2 separate regions of the Oryctolagus cuniculus genome follow, and region 1 is linked to region 2. Evidence: chromatin contacts called from public Hi-C data. All regions are on one chromosome and are shown on one strand. Each heading gives the region's core, a stretch centred on a gene start, on an enhancer-like site or on the middle of the called end of the contact. The rest is flanking DNA. Distances are from core to core; before and after follow the strand shown.

Region 1 (5,563 bases), core at 2,574-5,073, 330 kb after region 2:
AAGACAGACAGGTGGGTGTTCCCAGAGGCTGCAGAAGGGACCGTGTTTCGAACCCGCAGCAGGAGGGACCCTGGTGGGATCCAGCGCTGGGGGTGGAGCCACAGCCCACCCAGGTGACAAAGGTGTGAAGCCCCCACCTGCAGTGCCAGCATCCCATATGGGCACTGGTTCGAGTCCCGCCTACTCCTCTTCCGATCCAGCTCTCTGCTATGGCCTGGGAAAGCAGTAGAAGAAGGCCCAAGTGCTTGGGCCCCTGCACCCATGTGGGAGACCCAGAGGAAGCTCCTGGCTCCTGGCTTCAGATCAGCACAGCTCCGGCCTTTGCAGCCATCTGAGGAGTGAACCAGCAGGTGAAAGACCTTTCTCTCTCTTCTCTCTGTGTGTAACTCTACCTCTCAAAGAAATAAATATGTTTTAAAATAAAAAAGATTAAAATAAGTCCGCAGGAGTGGCAGGTGCACATGGCCACCGGGAGATGCACGCTAGAAGGCTCACAGCAGCTACAGTAGTAGAAGCAACAATGCACATGGCCATCGTAGGGGATTAGCAGGTCAGGTGCTGCTCTTACAGCCCATTCAAAGGAACAGATTCCTGCTACTCACAACACTGTCGAGTCTGCGATTCAATGAGAAGCAGCAGAAACCAGAGCGTGTGAAATGGTGCAGCCACTGTGGGAAGCACAAGTCGGCTCTTCAAAAGTTAAAAATAGAATGGGCTTTTGATGGAAGCATTCTGAGGACGGGTTCTGGGGGCGATCTCCGACACCTGTGTTCACAGCAGCGCTATTCACGGCAGCCCACGCGGCCACTGGACACCTCCACACAGAGGAATGCCACTCCAGCAAAGAGACACCCACACGCCATCCACCACGCTCGAGCCCCGAGGACGTGACGTGAAGAGGGCCGGACACAAAGAGCTGAGTGCCACAACCCTTCTTACAGGAGCTGCCTGGAGGGGTCCCCGTCAGAGACTGGGGAGGGCTGGGGGGCTGCCAGGGCGGCGGGAGGGGAGGGGCTCCCGGAGACCCTGCTCAGTGGCACGCAGCCCGCCCTCGGCCTCTCGCATTTGCTCTGCCTTTCAAACAAATGAAAACGGCTTTGGAAGGGGCAGGTGTTGCGACACAGCAGTTAAACCGCTGGGTAGGACACCACACGCTGAATCAGAGCGCCCGAGTCTGAATCCCAGCTCCACGGCCAGTCCGGCTTCCTGCGGATGCACACGCTGGGGGGTGACAGCCCGAGTGCTTGGGTCCCTGCCATCCCTGTGGGAGGCTCCCAGCTTCAGCCTGGCCCCAGCCCGGCTGTTGAAGGCATTTGGGGAGCAAACCAGCAGAGGTAAGCTATCTTGCTCGCTGTCGCACTCTTTCAAATAAATAAATGTTTTAAAAATAATCCGAGGGGCCAGTGCTGTGGCACAGAGGATTAATCCCCTGGCCTGAAGCGCTGGCATCCCATATGGGTGCTGGTTCCAGTCCCGGCTGCTCCTCTTCTGATCCAGCTCTCTGCTATGGCCTGGGAAAGCGGTGGAAGATGGCCCAAGGGCTTGGGCCCTGCACCCACGTGGGAGATTGAGAGGAAGCTCCTGGCTCCTGGCTTCGGATTGGCGCAGCTCCGGCCGTTGTGGCCAACTGGGGAGTGAACCATCGGATGGAAGACACCTCTCCCTCTCCCTCCCCCCTCCCTCCCCCTCCCCCTCTCCCTCCCCCCCCTGTGTAAATAAATAAATCTTAAAAAAATAATAATCCAAAACTATAATATTAAAAATGGTTAGGATGGCAGATTATAGGTATAATTTTTAAATATATTAAAAGACTTGGAGAGAACTCAGCCAGACACAAAGAACACACACTACGGCTCACTTACCTGAAATCCAGGACAGCCGGGAATCTGGGAGAGTGACAGGGCCAGAAGGGAGGGCCCGAGGGCGCCCTCTAGGGGCTGGCGATGCCCGCCCCCGGTAGCGGAGGTGGGGGCACCAGGTGCAGGCCTGCAAGTCAGCGGACCAGCACACGCCCGCTTTGCGCCCCCTGCTGCTCGGGCGCTGCACCTACACACGCGTCTTCCGGTTTCCTGATCGTCTCTCACCGCGGTTGCGTGGCCGAAGAGCAGGTTGACCGCAGCTACGGACACTTTCCAGGCGCTCAGTGGTCCGCCGTCGCCGCGGTGCCCACAGAGGACGCGCCAGGCCCGGCCACCGCGGACGCCTGCCCAGATGGCCACTCTGCCCCAGGCTCAGGCATCCACAGCCAAGCGCCTGGGCCGGGCAGCTGCGGGCAGGTGGTGAGGCCGCTCCCTGGCGAGCAGGTGGCCTCCTTCTGCGTCCTGGGGGCGGAGAGGAAGCTCCAGCCCCGGGGGTGTCCTGCTCGAAGGACCCTGGTTCTATCAGGACGGGGCCGCACCCCTGACCTTATTTAACCTCCTCCCACGCCCTCCTCCACCAGGCAGGGCCCCTCCTCCGCTGGAGGGTTTCCACTCCATCACGTGACTGTCAGAAGCCCCTGGGCGGAACGTGCTGGGCGGGGGTCCCGCCAGCCCCCTCGCTGTCCCAGGCTGAAGCTTGAGGGTGGATTCTGGGGAGGCTGTCCGGAGCCCGGGCCGGCACGGGTGGGACGCGCCCACCCCCCCAACGAGGGGCTGGCCATCATGGGGGAGGGGACACACAGACGCCTGCCAGTGTCACCAGCAGGAGCAAGTTCAGCACTGCGGCTGTGGAGCTGTGGCCCGGGGCGGGGGGCGGGGGGTCAAGGGAGGGGGAGGAGCTGGGGAGGGAGGAGCCGCTGACCCGCGCACCTGCGCCCAGCTGCTTCCCTGAGGCCGCACCCCCCATGCAGAGAAGGACCACAACAGAGGCCCCCGGGGGACTGTGTTCTGGAAGGCAGAGGGGAAGGGGCCCGACCGGAGGCTGGGAGGTGACCGCTTGCTGCTGTCACACCAGGGACTGGGGAAAGGGCAAGGATTGTCCTTTAAGCTGGAGAAGCAAAACTCAATTCTTTTTACAATTTCATTACTGGAGAGATCTATTGGCCCCAGGAGCATTCTGCTCACAAAATTGAGCTAAAAACGAAAGGGCAGCGGCGTCTTCTCCAAGCCCCCCCCCCTGCCAAAGCTGGCTTCCCATGAGTCACTGCTGAGCAGAGGGGGGCTCCCAGGACACTGTGCCCCGCACCCCCCACCCCGGACCCTCCAGAGCCAGGGCAGGCAGGAGGAAAACGGGGAGGGGGCAGAGCCACTGCCGGGCGGGCCCTGGCCTCCGCCATCACAGATCCTCCCTGGGAGGCAGACACCGGCCCAACCTGGAGCCCAGAGACCAGGGGTGACCCGGTCCGAGGCCGCGTGGCCAGGTAGTACCGGGAGCAGGACCACGCCCACGCCCTGGTCACTCACCTGCTCACGCTCAATCCACCTGCACCCCTAAGGGAGCCGCACCCCCGGGCCCTGGCCCTGCTCTCCTTGAGACCCCCGTCTGCCCAGGCTGGGGCCGCGTGTGTTGTGTTTGCCCCCAAGACCCCACGTGCTTGGAACGGCGCTAGGCACAGAGCAGACGCTCGGCATTTTCAATGAGCGAATCGACCCAGGGACGCTGGCCGTGGCGAGGTGTCAGTGACTGTCCTCCCCGCTCTGCCCGGCTGCCCCGCGAGGGCCCCTGGGCGCCCACATGGTCCTGACCCACTTCCTCCTGCTGACTGCGTGCGTGGGGTGGGACCGGCAGGAAGGGCGGCAGCGCCTCGGGCAGTACCAGCGCCGGCGCCAACACCATCACCAGTGCCAGCGCTAGCGCAGACACCTGGAGCCGGCGGAAGGTGGGAGCAGAAGCAGCCACACTTGGGCTGCCCGGGGCAGGGGCCTGCGCCAGCCCCCTCCCACATCTTCCCCGTTAGCCCACCCTCATACAGGGCTGTCCTGTCTGAGCGCAGCTCCGCCCTCGGCCACGGGGAGAGGGGGAGGGCAGGCAGGAGGGTTCCAGTGGGGGGCTCGGCCCTGCCTGGGGCTGTTCCACTCAGGAGGGCTCAGCGGGGTCTGTTCAGGGCAGGGGGTCCCGCAACCCCTTTTCCCTGATGAAGCCGCTGCATCTCGGGTGCGGGCTGCTGGGAGCAAGCCCCGCACCCTCACTGGCGTCTCCTCCCCCAGCCGTGGGCTTGGAAGTGGTGAGGTTTTTCCCTGGCGTCTGGCTCCTGGATCAGGGTTTGCACTGTGTGCCTTTCCAAGGCAGGGCTGGCAGGCAGAGGCCCCTGGATCTTTCCACTGCGCCACGGAGCCGGGGACGCCCGACTCCTTCCAGGGTGGAGAGGAGGAGGAGGGAGGGGAGGAAGAGAGCCAGGCGGTAAATGACCGCCTTCCAGCTGGCTGCGCCTGTCCCCGTTACAGGCCCGAATGACTGCAGTCACCGAGGTGGCTGAGCTAATCAGAGGCCACATGTCTCCCCTGCACCACGCTGTCTGCTCGCACACTCTCGTTGGCTCTGTTGCGCACACACATACACACACACACACACACGCCTGTGACAGACAGGAGAGCAAGGCTGACACAGCGCAGCCCACGCAGTGCCCCCCAGACTCCGTGACTCACAGATCCCAGCCCCGGCTCTGGGTGCAGCGCCCACGGCCGGGGCTGCCTGGCTTCCCCTCGGGCTGAGCTCCGAGCCAGCAGAGGCACCCTCTGGCCACCTGGCCCGGCAACCCCCTCTCCACGACGAGAGGCCGTGACACATTTATGTCCTGTGTCGCCAGCCTTCTGTTCAGCTTCAGAAACAAAATCCCAGGCTCCATGGTGAAAGCCGACCGGGACAGGCGCGGACGGGTCACCTGAATTGGGGGAGGGTCCTGGCAGATGCACTCGCTCCGGGACCCTCACAGCCAGGAAACAGCAGAGAAAGCCTCTCGCTGCCCACCGGGAGCTCCGTGGGCCCAGGTCACAGCACGGTGACAGGAGGCCCCCGGGGCTGCTCCCTGGGCCTCTGCATGTGCGGTAGAACGTGTGCTAGCCGGAGGTCCAGCGAGGCCTCCCCTGACCCTCAGGGACGGGGAAACCCTGACTCACACCTCCCCGAGTTCCAGCATGGGCAGAAGTTCAAAGCCAGCTCCGAGAAGGCAGCCGGCAGGGGCTCCTCCCGCCCACCAAGCCCAGCCAAGTCCATTCCCAGAGAACATCCAGGAAAGAAGAGAGCGCTCCCCGCACAGCAGCCCGCCACTGCCCTCTGCTGGCGGCAGCCCCGTCGCCACCCGACCCGTCCTCCTAGGCAGTCTCTGCAGCCAAGACCAGCACCTGTCTCCAACCCGGGGACCGGGCACCAGGGCACCCCGCCCACCACCGCACAGAGGAGGCCATTTTGGGGCGCAAACACTCCCCGCTGAAGAGCGACTCCGGAACGAGCAGTTGAGCCAATAGATTCGTCCTCGTGTTCTCTAACTGTGCCCGGAAGGGGCGTAGTCCAACTTGGTAGCCTCCGAGAGCAGGCACCAGCTGCTTGCCACACAGTGAATGGAACGCAGGCACGTGGTGAGCACCTGCTGGGTGCTGGGAGCCTGGCCTGACGGACACTGTGGTACGGTTGCACAGGATGGGCA
Region 2 (5,436 bases), core at 1,633-4,132:
GAGAGGTCTTCCATATAGTGGTCCACTCCCCAGATGGCCCCAACGGCTGGCGCTGTGCCATTCCAAAGCCAGGAGCCAGGAACTTCCTTTGGGTCTCCCATGCAGGTGCAGAGGCCCAAAGACTTGGGCCATCCTCCACTGCTTTCCCAGATCATAGCAGAGAGCTGGATTGGCAGTAGGACAGCCGGGACTTGAACCAGACCCACCCATATGGGATGCCGGCGCTACAGGCGGTGGCTTTACCCACTGCGCCACAGTGCCGGCCCCTTCCTTTACTCTTGTTATTTTTTCCTCAATTAGGTCTTTTGTTTGTTTACAGTTATTATGCCATGGATTCATAAGGAGTGGGTTCCAGCAGCTCAGGCTCCTTTCCATCGGTTCTGACAAGCTGGCTTCCTGGGGGCGCAGGCTGGCGCTGTGGTTGAACCCAGGTGCCCTGCTCTTTGGCTGCCTTCTTTCTCTGATCGTTTTCCTTCACGTTTCAGGAAGCTGTCTCGGCTCTTAGAGTGCTCAGTGTGTTCAATACGCACATTATTCTCTTGGCAAGACTCTTGCCCTTCACTGGTTTGTCTACAACAGTGCCAACAGCATGCTGGGTAACATTGTAGACTCTTCCAGTTTTTCCATGGGGACATTTATGGGGCATTCCTTTTTGAACAGTACCCATTCCCTTGATGTCCACAATGTCACCTTTCTTGTAAATGCCCATGTATGTGGCCAAAGGCACAACTCCATGTTTTCTGAAAAGCCTGGAGAACAGATACCGGCCACCTCGCCTCTTTCTTGTGTTCGTCATCTTGGCAAATTACTGGAAGATGGCAGCCCCAGCCGAAAGCTCCCTTGCTCTTAAACACTAGCTTATCTTTGACTTAGAATGAAAAGAGTTGGGTTGTGGTACAAGCTCCGTCATTAGTAAGCCTCATGTTGGGAGTGTTCTTTAAGGAAAATAGGCCAGCAGGTATTGTTTGCAATCTATCTTTTATTTTTATTTTTATTTTTGACAGTCAGAGTGGACAGTGAGAGAGAGAGACAGAGAGAAAGGTCTTCCTTTGCTGTTGGTTCACCCTCCAATGGCAGCCGCAGCCGGCGCGCTGCAGCTAGCACACCGCATTGATCCGATGGCAGGAGCCAGGTGCTTCCTCCTGGTCTCCCATGGGGTGCAGGGCCCAAGCACTTGGGCCATCCTCCACTGCACTCGCTGGCCACAGCAGAGAGCTGGCCTGGAAGAGGGCAACCGGGACAGAATCCGGCGCCCCGACCGGGACTAGAACCTGGTGTGCTGGTGCTGCAAGGCGGAGGATTAGCCTAGTGGGCCGTGGCGCTGGCTTATTTGCAATATATCTTAGAGTGTTTCTATTTTAAATTTAGTGGTTATGATAGAAATAATATTGGAGTTACTTAAGGAAGGGTTGTAAAACAGTCTTAACTTTGGTCTTTAGAAACAGAGTATTTATTTAATCTGAATAGAATACTGATTCACAAACATTTTGAGTGGTCTCCTTTGTCCTTAAAGGTGGAACATTTCCAGTGGTTTTTGCTTATTTAAAAAGATCACTTTGTTATTTAGAAAAATGATTTATACTTAATATAAAGAAGATACTAGGAAGTGCCAAAAAGAACACTTAAAAATGTAAAATGACCTCTGAGTGCAAGACAGGTGTAGCTTAAATCATCAGATCCCTGTTGGTACATGCAGGAGGGTCAAGGTTTCAGTGTTACATGTTCTCATACAGACCTCTGGTTAATTTCCTTAGGGAGAATACCCAAGCCTCAGACTTCTGAGTTAAACAGTGTGCATGTTTTTAGGGCATTTGGCACGTGGCTAAATTGCCTTACAGGAACCCACCCACCACATGCTTATAGAACGCTCCTCCTCACCCCGCCCTCCTCGGCTCGTGGCATCTGCCCCAGCATCGTCACTGACGTGAGGGCGCAGGGAGAGTCTGGGGATGCTGGTGAAGTGACACCGAGTATTTACCCTCATTAACTTCTGTAATGCGCTAGGTACTGTCACCGTACCTCTCCATGGCACACACACTGTGCAGCCTGACAGTCGTGTTCAAGAGCGCACTTGTTGCTAGGGGAGGTGTTCTGTGCATGTCCCCAGTGGAAAAGCAGGCCAGTGGTTGCCTGTAGAGCTGAACACTTCTTGTAGGAAAACAGTGAACATGTAAGTGTAGGCAGAGGAACAAAGTCGGGGTATTTACCAAAATGTTGACTCATTTTTGATTGATTTTGTTGATTTAGTTTTGGGTGATTTTACTGATTTATTGTCACTTCTGTTAGGTAACAAAGTTCTGGAAGGCGGAGCCAGCACAGCAGGAGAAAGGGTGGGGGTGGGGGGCTGGCGTGGTCCCAGACTGGGACTGTCTGCCGAGAACCTGGAAACCTTTCAGAACTGGTGGGCTGGGTACAAAGTAAATGTGCAGCAGTCGATGGTTTTGGTATTTTTCAGCAAAATCCAGTTAGAAAAATAAGAGAAAAAGTGCTCACTTTTAGCAACAAATATTATAAAGGACTAAGCAATAAACTTCATACCTGTATGAAGAAAATAACAAATTTTATTAAAAAACAAAGTTTAAGTGGAGAAAATATATCACTATACTGGAGAATGATTTTTTTAAAAAGATTTATTTATTTACCTGAAAGAAGGAGTTACAGAGAGAAAGAGAGAGGAGACAGAGAGAGAGAGAGAGAGAGAGACAGAGAAAGGTCCTCCATCTACTGCTTCGCACCCCAAATGGCCCCAACAGCGGGGGCTGGGCCAGGTCGGTGCCAGAATGTTGGCCCCTGGGAACTGAGTCTCATGGGTTTTGGAGCGCAAAGGAGCACAGCGCGGCGGTCAGGCCTCCAGGGTCCCGAGTGCCGTGTAGTTCCGAGCGGAGGCTTTAGGTGGCAGAAGAGACTTGGTGAAGCTGCAGCCCCAGCCTGGCCCGGCGGCGAGGCTGACGCCTCTGAGCCCGCGCCTGGCGCTCTCCCCACTGCCGAGCGTTGCCGTCGGTGCTGGGGCTCGCGTTGGCGTGAGGAGCACGTTGCTCTGGTCATGCCGTTCATCTGGCTTTAGAGTCCAATGGCCTCATCTGACAATTAGTCTTTTTCTTTGCTTTTTAAAAAGATGTATTTATTTATTTGAAAGTGAGAGAGAGAGTCCATCTCCATTTGCTGGTTCACTCCCCAAATGACCACAATGGCTCAGGCTGGGCCAGGCTGAAGCTCGGAGCCTTGAACTCCATCTGGGTCTCTTACATGGGCAGCAGGGATCCAGGCGTTAGGCCGTCTTCCACTGCTTTCCCAGGCATGTTAGCAGGGGGCTGGATTGGAATCAGAGTAGCAGGGACTCGAACCAGCGCTCTGATATGGAATACCAGCTTAACCTGGTACCCCGTAGTGCTGGTCCCTGCAGATTAGTCTTTGTTTTAGCTAATTTTAAAGTGAAAATGCACATACCCATGTTCAAATATAAAATTTCTTCCTATTAGTTAAAAAGGAGGATGCTTCTGCAGATACCTTACTCTGGCTTAATCACAGTGCAGGCGTCCGCCCAGGAAGTGAGACCTCTGCACTGCACGTTGCAGCACCTGGGTCTAGTTCCGGGCTCTGGCTCCTGGCTGCGTTTTCCTGCCAGTGCAGAACCTGGGAGGCGGTGCCGAAGGCGCAGTTAAGTGGACTTCTGCCCCCACGTGGGAGCCCTGCAGTGAGTCCCTGGCCCGTAGTTTTGGCCCGGCCCAGCCTCAGTGGTCGGCAGCACTTGGGGGTGAAGCGGGAGTTGGGAGCTCCCTCTGTGGTGCTCTGCCTCAATTCATAAATTAAGCAGCAGCGTGACAGGTCAAGGTGGACTGCGTCTGTGTGTCTGGAGGCTGGACGTGTGATTCTCTGCTAGAGCTAAAATGAGGCTGACAGCGGATGCGCTTGTTACGTGGCGGGTTTGGCCGTGTGTTCATGGACCCTGAATATTTTCCCTTTCAGGATAAGCAGTCTGCCCACCATCTCTGCTTTGAAGTTTCATGGTGCTTTGACCATGGCAGTTGGAACATCGACAGGGCAGGTAAATGTGTTGAAGCTGGAAACTTGATATAAAGTTGGCATTCGGGGACACCGTGTTATGAGAAGCACGCTGTGGGAACAGAGAACGAGGCGTCGCTGTTTTGGCCAGAGTGGAGAGGATGCCGCAGCGTGTCTCATTCCTCCAGCATTTGAGAAGCCTTGACCTTGCCCTGTGGCTGGCCTGAGATGCTGTGGAGCTGGAGTTACAGATTTGTAGGCCTTGGGTGCTGTCTTGGTAGTAGCTGGAACAGCGTGTTCCAGGTCCTGGGGTTGAAGCGTTTGGAATTCTGCCAGACTCCTGGTCTTAGAGACTTGCGGTGGGTTCACACGTGCACTGATGGCTCGGAGGAGCCCTGCAGACGAGAGATGTGTTTAACAAGTGTGAGCTCATTTGTGAGCTCCCGGAGCCTTCTCCCGTGGCTCCAGTAGACACATCCCAGCTGTGAGAGCAGAGGACCGTCTGAGTGCATTAGCAGTTCCCGGAGCTGTCTGTCTGTCCTTCAAGACAGAGCCCACTGCTGTCCCCAGGGAGGTCTGACGTCCTGCTGTAATCGATTTGCTTCCTCTGTCATCACCGGCTAGCGGGGGTCTGGCACTAAGACCCAGCTTCTAACGATGGGGTCAGACGAGGATTCCCCTTCTCCCAGACGGGGCTGGCCTGGCACCACCCTCCCTCTGGACTCTGTTCTTGTTTTGTTTTGTTTTGTTTTGTTTTGTTTTAATTTATTTGACAGATAGAGTTAGACAGTGAGAGAGAGAGACAGAGAGAAAGGTTTTCCTTCTGTTGGTTCACCCCCCAAATGGCCACTACGGCTGGAGCTACGCCGATCCAAAGCCAAGAGCCAGATGCTTTCTCCTGGTCCCCCATGCAGGTGCAGGGCCCAAGCACTTGGGCCATCCTCCACTGCACTCCCTGGCCACAGCAGAGAGCTGGCCTGGAAGAGGAGCAGCCGGGACTAGAACCTGGTGCCCATGTGGGATGCCGGCGCTGAAGGCGGAGGATTAACCAAGTGAGCCACTGTGCCGGCCCCTGTTTTTTTTTTTTTTTTTTTTTTTTTTAATGATTTATTTATTTATTTGGAAGGCAGAGATACCAGAGGCGGCGGGGAGGAGTCTTCCATCTGCTGATTCACTCCCCAGATGGCCACGACGGCCAAAGCTGAACTGACCCGAAGCCAGGAGCCAGGAGCTTCTTCTGGGTCTCCCACGCAGTGCAGGTGCCCAAGCCTACCTGCTACACTGCAGCACCAGCCCCTCATTCTCTTTTATATCATTTGCTGTGGCTGTGCCTGGTGTGTCGGAGGCTCTCTGATGTATTTGTTGAATAAGCAAGTGAGACAAGTTCTTTTTTTTTTTTTATCTTTTTTTTTTAAAGATTTATTTTATTTATTT

Evidence for each region. Hi-C and Micro-C count contacts between places; a contact is called where the count stands out from the background.
Region 1: a contact with region 2 is called in a Hi-C map of an unstated tissue, with 4 times the contacts expected there. The contact joins two enhancer-like sites. A contact is called at or near these places in 2 of 6 Hi-C or Micro-C datasets (ear pinna and an unstated tissue).

What each region holds. Positions count from the first base shown.
Region 1 is chr2:192,149,063-192,154,625 of mOryCun1.1, forward strand. No RefSeq gene overlaps it. Among named protein-coding and RNA genes, the nearest start is that of RRM2, 31 kb to the right of the region's middle. Within about 2 kb of position 3,824, at least 3 of the 8 cell types and tissues checked have an H3K27ac peak or open chromatin away from gene starts, as enhancers often do.
Region 2 is chr2:191,815,894-191,821,329 of mOryCun1.1, forward strand. It overlaps NOL10 (nucleolar protein 10), which reads left to right. Exons shown (of 21, transcript XM_002722390.5): 10 at 3,967-4,045. Among named protein-coding and RNA genes, the nearest start is that of NOL10, 28 kb to the left of the region's middle. Within about 2 kb of position 2,883, at least 3 of the 8 cell types and tissues checked have an H3K27ac peak or open chromatin away from gene starts, as enhancers often do.